Regions from separate parts of the Danio rerio genome. Here region 1 is linked to region 2. Evidence: chromatin contacts called from public Hi-C data. All regions are on one chromosome and are shown on one strand. The core of a region is the stretch at or near the end of the contact, and the rest is flanking DNA. Distances in the headings are between cores, read along the strand shown.

Evidence for each region. A called contact is a pair of places that touch in the nucleus more often than the background predicts.
Region 1: a Hi-C map of hematopoietic stem cells shows a contact between it and region 2, with 2.7 times the contacts expected there. The contact joins the promoter of heca here to the promoter of rpl7l1 in region 2. A contact is called at or near these places in 3 of 18 Hi-C or Micro-C datasets (caudal fin, hematopoietic stem cells and an unstated tissue) and 4 of 4 datasets of contacts at active chromatin or transcription factors (caudal fin, embryo, gastrula embryo and 1 more).

The regions. Positions count from the first base shown.
Region 1 is chr20:40,087,671-40,091,675 of GRCz12tu, reverse strand. heca (hdc homolog, cell cycle regulator) reads right to left here and starts at 2,261. Exons shown (of 4, transcript NM_001045126.2): 1 at 2,007-2,261. The coding sequence starts at 2,163.
Region 2 is chr20:39,946,930-39,950,769 of GRCz12tu, reverse strand. It overlaps rpl7l1 (ribosomal protein L7-like 1), which reads left to right and starts at 2,489. Exons shown (of 6, transcript NM_199590.1): 1 at 2,489-2,532. The coding sequence starts at 2,519.

The sequences.
Region 1 (4,005 bases), core at 1,012-3,511, 140 kb before region 2:
TGAGCAGTGGTTCCGAAACTTTTCAGCCCGCAACCCCCAAAATGACAATGCCAGTGACTCACCACTAATATCCTCTGAAGTGGTTATAAATACAGAAACCTTGCATACAATGGGGCACACACACCAATGGACCCAAGTCTATTCATTGTTTATTTTTTAATGCATGCCAGTGCTATAAATGGGCCAGAAAGTTTAACCTGGTGTTATGAAATCAATCAGCTGCATCTGACGCTACTGCTGTGTCTTTAATATAATGCAATTACCCCAGGGGTTGCAATCCAACAGAACTAGTAACTATAAACAACTATTTTTTCTCTTCAGTAGGTTATGGATAAAATATGGTCATTCTTATAGATTAATAAAAATTTATAGATTTTTGGAAATCACCAGGCGACCCCCCTTCAGTGTCCCCCGACCCCCACTTTGAGAACCATTGCATTTGAGTAATAGTAGACTGTCTGCTTAATATCTGTTGATATGCTCATTCAACAGACATTTAACTGACTATAAGAAACTTTGCAAGTACATGTCAACCTAACAGTCTACTTATAATCTAATGAGAATTAGTTGGCATGTAGATGCAATGTAACTTAAAATCAACAAACGGACCGCCAAAATAAACTGTGATGCTAATTTTGAGCTGAATATTCAGGGATTCCTAAAATGCATGTCAATAGAGATTGGGACTCTAATGGTCCAAAAAAATGTAAACAAAAATACAGGTAAAGCAAAATTACACAGATTTCTTATGAAGTGAAGCAATCAGTCAGTGCAAGAAACAGTATTCATTCTATTCTATTTTGGCTGGAGTTTTTTTAACTCAAAGTGCTGAACTGGTTAGGCAGTGTATGGTAACCTGTTTCAAGGTTTACCGTGGTTTGGAAAAGTCAAGGTTTTAAATCTGCAAAAAAAAAAAAAAAATCAGTAATACCATTCCTATGGTATGTGTATGGGTGTTTATGTGTTGTAAATATATCTGTGTCACTGAAACTAATGAGGATAGAGAAGTCAATGATTAATTTGAATTATTTAGCCTGACATGTTTACTGCTCCAAAATATTATAATATGTTTCCTAAAATCAAATAAATTGTGTTCAATGGGGGGAAAGTTGTTGTTTTTTACTCAGACATTAAAAATGTATTTATTTTAGAGCAGTAATCACAATACAGACATACTGTGGTATTTTTATCCAAGGTTATCATACCGTCAGAAAGTTATGGTGGTCCATCCCTGGTAGCTGATGACTTTTCATACATTTCATGATGGATTCAACTTAAAACTTTAAATGTTCTACAGAACAACAACAAGTCAGCAAAAACTTGCAGGGTGAGTAAAATAGCAGTAAATTTTCATTTTTTGAGAGGACTATGCCTTTAAAGAATGCTTTGAGCGCAGAAGGAAAGGCTCTGTTGCTCTGCTTCACTCATAAATGCAAGCTTCAGTCTACACTTCTGCAAAAGATTTTTGTATTTTTCCTCAAGGTAAAAACACACAACCTGAACAATCTGCCAGACAGCAATTTCAGTTGTTTTAAACGAATAAACATGAATGAATACTTTTATTTAGAAATAAATAAGGATTACCTGGCAGTCTGCTATTCCATCTCACAACATCACCCACTCAAAATACAAGCAAGCATTTCCTCCACCTCAAGAGCCCGTGCCATTCTATGCATAATTAAACACCCAAACAGTGCGTCACTATATTGACATGACCTGCCATTACACAACATTCAATGCCCAGATCACATGTAGCTCCATGTCAAGTGCATGTACCCTTGAGCAAGGCCTAAACACAACCACCTTACAGTTGCAGGACGACAAGTGAAAGCGCGGAAATCTCCGGGCTAATGTCGTAACAACAGTGATGGTGGTGATGACACGCGCGCGAAACAAGTTGCAGCAAGTGAGAAAACATTTGAGGAAGGGAAGGCGCGCGTGCACGTTTAGGGAAACGCACCTATTGCTCGAACCCTGACTGAAGTGAAGTGACGGTCGGTTCTTACCGCTTCTGTTGTCGCTCGGCGGACCCGCCGTGGCTCCGGTCAACGCCGAGGCAGTTCCTCCCGTAACCCCAGACGCAGAGGCTCCATTTTCTTGCTCGTCCCCGCTACTATTCGTGCGTTTATTTCTCTTCCCCTTGTTGCTTTTTTGGTTGGGCATAATGGAGCGCTCAGTATGAATGCAGCCTGTCAGCGACCGCGACCGAGCATTTCTGCGGATATCATGTCGAGGACGGATTGAAGGATGTTAACGCGCGTAAGATGCAGATGTTAGAGCTGGATCACCATCATCATCATCTTCTTCTTCATCATCATCCTCCAGATTTGTGCAGGCAGTCTTGACAGCAGAGGTACACCCTGAAGAAGGCGTGTCCCTCTCTTGTTTTGATTCCTGCTCTGAAGAGAGAATGTTCCTCTGGCTCCGCCTCCATCTCTGATCCAGACCCACAGCTCAGAGTTATTAATAGCACAGACTAAGAGGGAGTCCCGAGTAGATAATCATCGACACGCTGCTAAATTTATTAGAAGTTATAAATGCTCGGCCACCGCATATGGATTCGTGAGTGATGATGGACGTGCTGTTAGAGGTGATTCAAGGTTTTAATTTGAAGTTTTTAAATAGGTGATATAGTGAACCACTTTAAGTTCTGTAACTTAAATCTTTACATCTTTTTATACTGGGGTTCTGGGACCCCCAGAGGACTACAAGGGACTAGATATAAATAAATACTCAAATACACAATGAAACATAATGCTAAAAAATCAGTACATAAAACAAACAAATAGGAAATAAAATAAATTTACATTTAAAATAAATATAAGCTAGCAAATCATCCAAAATGTAATACCCGTTATAAGAAATAAATACCAAATAGGTTAAAATAGAAAAAAAATGTTTCAAATAAATAAATACATTACAATAAGTAGATAAAATGAAATTTAACACAGGGTTTTACTACAAAAGTTCAACGACTTTTCCTGGACTTTCAAGTCAATTTTCATGACCTAATCATTCATGTAATGTCTACATATACATGGTAAATCATATGAAACGTTTAAATTTATTGCAGCATATCATAAAGCACACAATAGTTTCAATTTATTTTTTTATATCTATGTAAAATAGTTGATGCTTACACAGCACTAATCTTGTGAGATCATGTTTTTGACCAAGAAAAGAAAAGAAGTAAAAACAACTAACCTCAATTCCAATATACAGATATTTGTCAAACTACTTTTAAATAATCTTAATAGTTTGTTAAACTAGTAATCGTAGATAAAAGTAGTTCTGTTGTAAAGTCGTGATCACACTGCACTTTTTGCTCCATAGACTTCTATTCATGCATGCGAATGCAACAGACAAAAAACGCAAGCACGTGCTTCGCATTTCACTGCATTCAAAAGTTCAGGCTTGGTGTATTCTTACCTACGAAATCACATCAGGTGATTGCGTGAGAACATTCATTCATTTTCTTTTCGGCTTAGTCCCGTTATTAGTCTGAGGTTGCCACAGCAGAATGAACCGCCAACTTATGCAGCATATGTTTTATGCAGCGAATGCTCTTCCAGCTGCAACCCATTTCTGGAAAACATCCATACACACTCATTCACACTCATACACTACGGACAATTTAGCCTACCCAATTCACCTGTACCGCATGTCTTTTGATTGTAGGGGAAGCCGGAGCACCCGGAGGAAACCCACGCAAATGGGAGGAGAACATGCAAACTTTACACAGAAATGACAACTGACCCAGCATAAGCTCGAACCAGCAACCTTCTTGCTGTGAGGTGACGTCACTACCTACTTTGCCACCGCGTCACCCTGCGTGAGACCAATAGAAGATAATTTAAAATAAGAAATTTCAAATATGGAGCAATCGCTCACTGTTATTAATGTCTAATCATATTGTTTAACCCCGCCCCTTTTTCCCAGTACCGTACAACAGAATTTTGCAAGCACAAGCTCTAGCATGACTGCAGCTTAAGTCGCTTTGGACAA
Region 2 (3,840 bases), core at 1,240-3,739:
CTCAGGTGGTGAACTTCTGTCACACAGAAGGAGGTAAAAGCAGTCAAAAATGTACAAGACCTTGACCTATTCATTTTCTTTTCGGGCAAGTCCCTTTATTAATCACACAGAAATGCCAAATGACCCACCCAAGGCTCGAAGCAGTGACCGTCTTGCTGTGAGGCAACATCGCTACCCACTGCGCCACCACACCACCCCAGACCTTATGGGTCATTCTGGCATTCAGTAATATTTCAGTTCCCCCATATTTTTTTAAAGTGGTTGTTGACTAAAATTACATTTTAAAAGCATTTTTCACTGATTTACTTTGTATATTATAATGAATCAAAAATGTACATTAAAAGCATTATTAGCATAAAAAATATAATATTTCTGTCACAAACCAAGCTATTTGTCATTTCTTTACAATTGCATGTAGAAATAAAATTATAAAAAGCACACAGTGTCTACATTTTTTTAAAATTCAAACTATTTATTTGTGTTCTTTTCTGTTGATAAATAAAAATAAAATAAAAAAAATATGATTTTTTAAAATAAAAAAGCAGACTACAAAGTTATGTCCCTCAATATAAACTCAACCCCGTCACGCCAGCAATTCTCCACCTATACCAATTTAGACTCCACTCTTAAATGACATCTCAGACAGAAAGTGACATAACTTTCTTTAACAGCATGGTGCAAAAGAAGGCAAGATGTATTTTAATTTATTTACATTTTTTATGTTTATTATAGTTAGGAAGGGTACGGTCAAGCTTATCAATTCAACCCCGTAACGTAAAATTAAAATGGAATATGATTTTTTTTTTGTTTTTTTTTTCAAACAATATAACATATTCTTGTTTAATTGCTGCCATACAGGCCTTCTCTTTTAAACCACGAGGAGCAGAGGTCACTTTGTTTTAAAAACTCAACCCCATTAGACTCAACCTAATTACACATGTCATTGTGTTGGGGTTGTAAACACAGAACTGCCTCTCAATTTACTACAACTTCTATGTTTAGCTGCTTTGACACAATCTACATTGTAAAAGCGCTATAGAAAAAAAGATGAATTAAAAGCCTACATATTGTTCTTTTTACTTACTGTGCGTCTTTAAGCTTAGAAATAAATAAGGCTGCTATATCTTTTCTAAGAGAATTGGTTTTCTGAATAAGATGATAAAACTTGCGACAATGCCATTGAGAATCCTAAAACATGTCAGCAACTTGTTAAAAAATGTTAGCAATGTGCAAGAACACGCTAAAGATTTTAGAAACACTAAACTTGCTAGCAACAAGTTACAGGGTGATTAATATGCCAACTTGCAAAACATGATATTCAATTCATGTTTATTTCTATAGCGCTTTTACAGTGTAGATTATGTCAAAGCAGCTTAACATAGAAGTTCTCGTCAATTGAAACTATGTGAGTCCAGTTTTCAGAGTTGAAGTTCAGTTTAGTTCAGTTCAGTGTCGATTAATTTTCACTGCTGAAAGTCCAAACAATGAAGAGAAAATCTCTTGATGCACAGCTCCACAAGTCCCAAACCAAGCAAGCAAACATATATCAATATCGTAGCACCTTGTTAAAACTGTAAAAACACAGTTTTTGTTAATGACATGATGTAAACATATCATAACATACTTATAAACAGGCTGGCTGGCGGTAATGGTAGTAATATGGTACAACATATTAACATCTATCTCTCCTGCTAATAAAATATAAAACCTTAAAATTTTAAGCTGTAAAACTGCTTGTAAATTCATTCATTCTCTGCTTTGTCCCTTTATTAATCTGGGGTCACCACAGTGGAATGAACCACCAACTTATCCAGCATATGTTTAATGCAGCGGATGCCCTTACAGCTGCAACCCATCACTGGGAAACACCCTCACACTCTCATTCACACACGTACACAATGGTCAATTTAGCCTACCCAATTCACCTATAGCGCATGTCTGATTGTAGAGGAAACCGACACGAACACGGGAAGAACATGCGAACTCCACGCAGACTTGCCAACTGACCCAGCCAAGACTCCAGCAACCATCTTGCTGTCAGGCGATTGTAATACCCACTGTGCCACCGTGAAACCTTTTAAACTTTGAGCTTTAAAATAGCTTCAAACCTATTGGTCAGGCTTTTTCAACACAACGTTTAAGTTTGTCTTGAGGAAATAGTTTTTTTTTGTTTGTTTTTGTTAAGTTATTTAGGAAAATCTGCACTAATAGTGTAGGCTATTAGTTTTCATACATGCTTAATAATGCATATTTAAATTAAGAAATGTAAGAATTGACAGCCTGCAGAAGGGAAAACTTCATTAGTTTGTCACGTAACTTCTTAAAGCTTATGTGTGAAATGTAAAGCAAATTGTCGATGAAGTAGTAATCACATGGTGATGAACGTGAGTTATCTGATATCAGTGGCAGTGAGTGAAATGTAATAGACACTCCGGAGCGAAAGGGGGCAGTATTACACAAAAAAAGGAAAAAACAAAACGTCATCTTTGTGCGACGGGAATTTGTCACAGCAAACGCGATGGCAGAACCAGGGTGCGTATTTTACTTATTTCGAATCTTAATCAATCTGTGATGAAGATCAAAACTATTATCTAGTTTTTTTCGTTTTCAGCGTCTATATAGTGTGTATAGATTGTTGGATACAAAATTTATCCGGATGACACAATGTGATGAGGGTGATTAGTTAAAGTTTGTTTTCACATGGATCGACTCTAGTCTACCTGAACTAACATGAAAGTTGTTTTTACTATTGTTTTTTTTTTGTTGTAATTTTACTTTAGATCTTAAAGACTGTCTGGCTGTTCTGTCATGTGTAGATGTTTACAATGGACGTACTGTCACGGAATTATTTGTAGTTTTGGAGTTCGATGGCAGGGCTCCAGATTAACATTTCAGAGCAGTGGCACCGATGCCACCAACTTAAACATATGGTGACATACGCTAATGATTTTGTGTTTGGACAGTGCTTTAAAAGAAATTAAAAAATAAGTAAACCAACACTAATAATAAATACAGAGATGCCTCAAAGATATGCGAACAGATAATTTAATCTGGGTAAATTTGGTTGTTTTCGCACATTCAGACTTTCTTTTGAATAAATTAACTTGGGAAATTTTTTTTTTTGCAGATTCAAAACAGGGAAATCATATTAGCAGGCAACAACTCTCAAATAGTGCTAATGTTGTTTTGAAGGCATACTTGCATGCGATTTCAGACCGAATATTTTAATAGGTAAACAATGTATCGATAAACATAACGAATTTGTGAATATAAAATCAACTATGTCTCAATAAACTGATTAAAACTACATCAATGATATTTCTTGATAAAATTATCTGTGGTGAGGATACTAGTCGTAGACACAAAAGTTCCTAAAGGCAATACCTAGATTTAATACTTTCCTTGCTGACATTTATTTCAATATTGAATCTCTTAAGCTTATTAATAATAATAATAGAAATAATAAGTTTTTTAAAACTCATGATAATATTTTTTTCTTAATTATTTAGGCTTTGTAAAGTTTTTGTTGTTTTGTGTGTTTTTCTTATTTTTTCTTCTTGTATTTTTTTATTCAATGCAGTGAGTGATGTTATTATTCTTCAATTTAATAAAAAAGGATACTAGTCATATTGAATGTAATGATGCTACCGTTTTATAGTCAGTTATCATGCTTTAGCTTATTTGTCGTAGCATTTGCTAACAGTTGTGAGACTTTTTTTTAATTAAAAGCAACAATAAAAATAATAGCAAAAGCTTTTATGTTCAGTGATGTATATTTTGTTGTGTTTAACAAGTAAAATCAGTAGACAGAGTGTTAATTTACAGATAAGTGTGGTTACA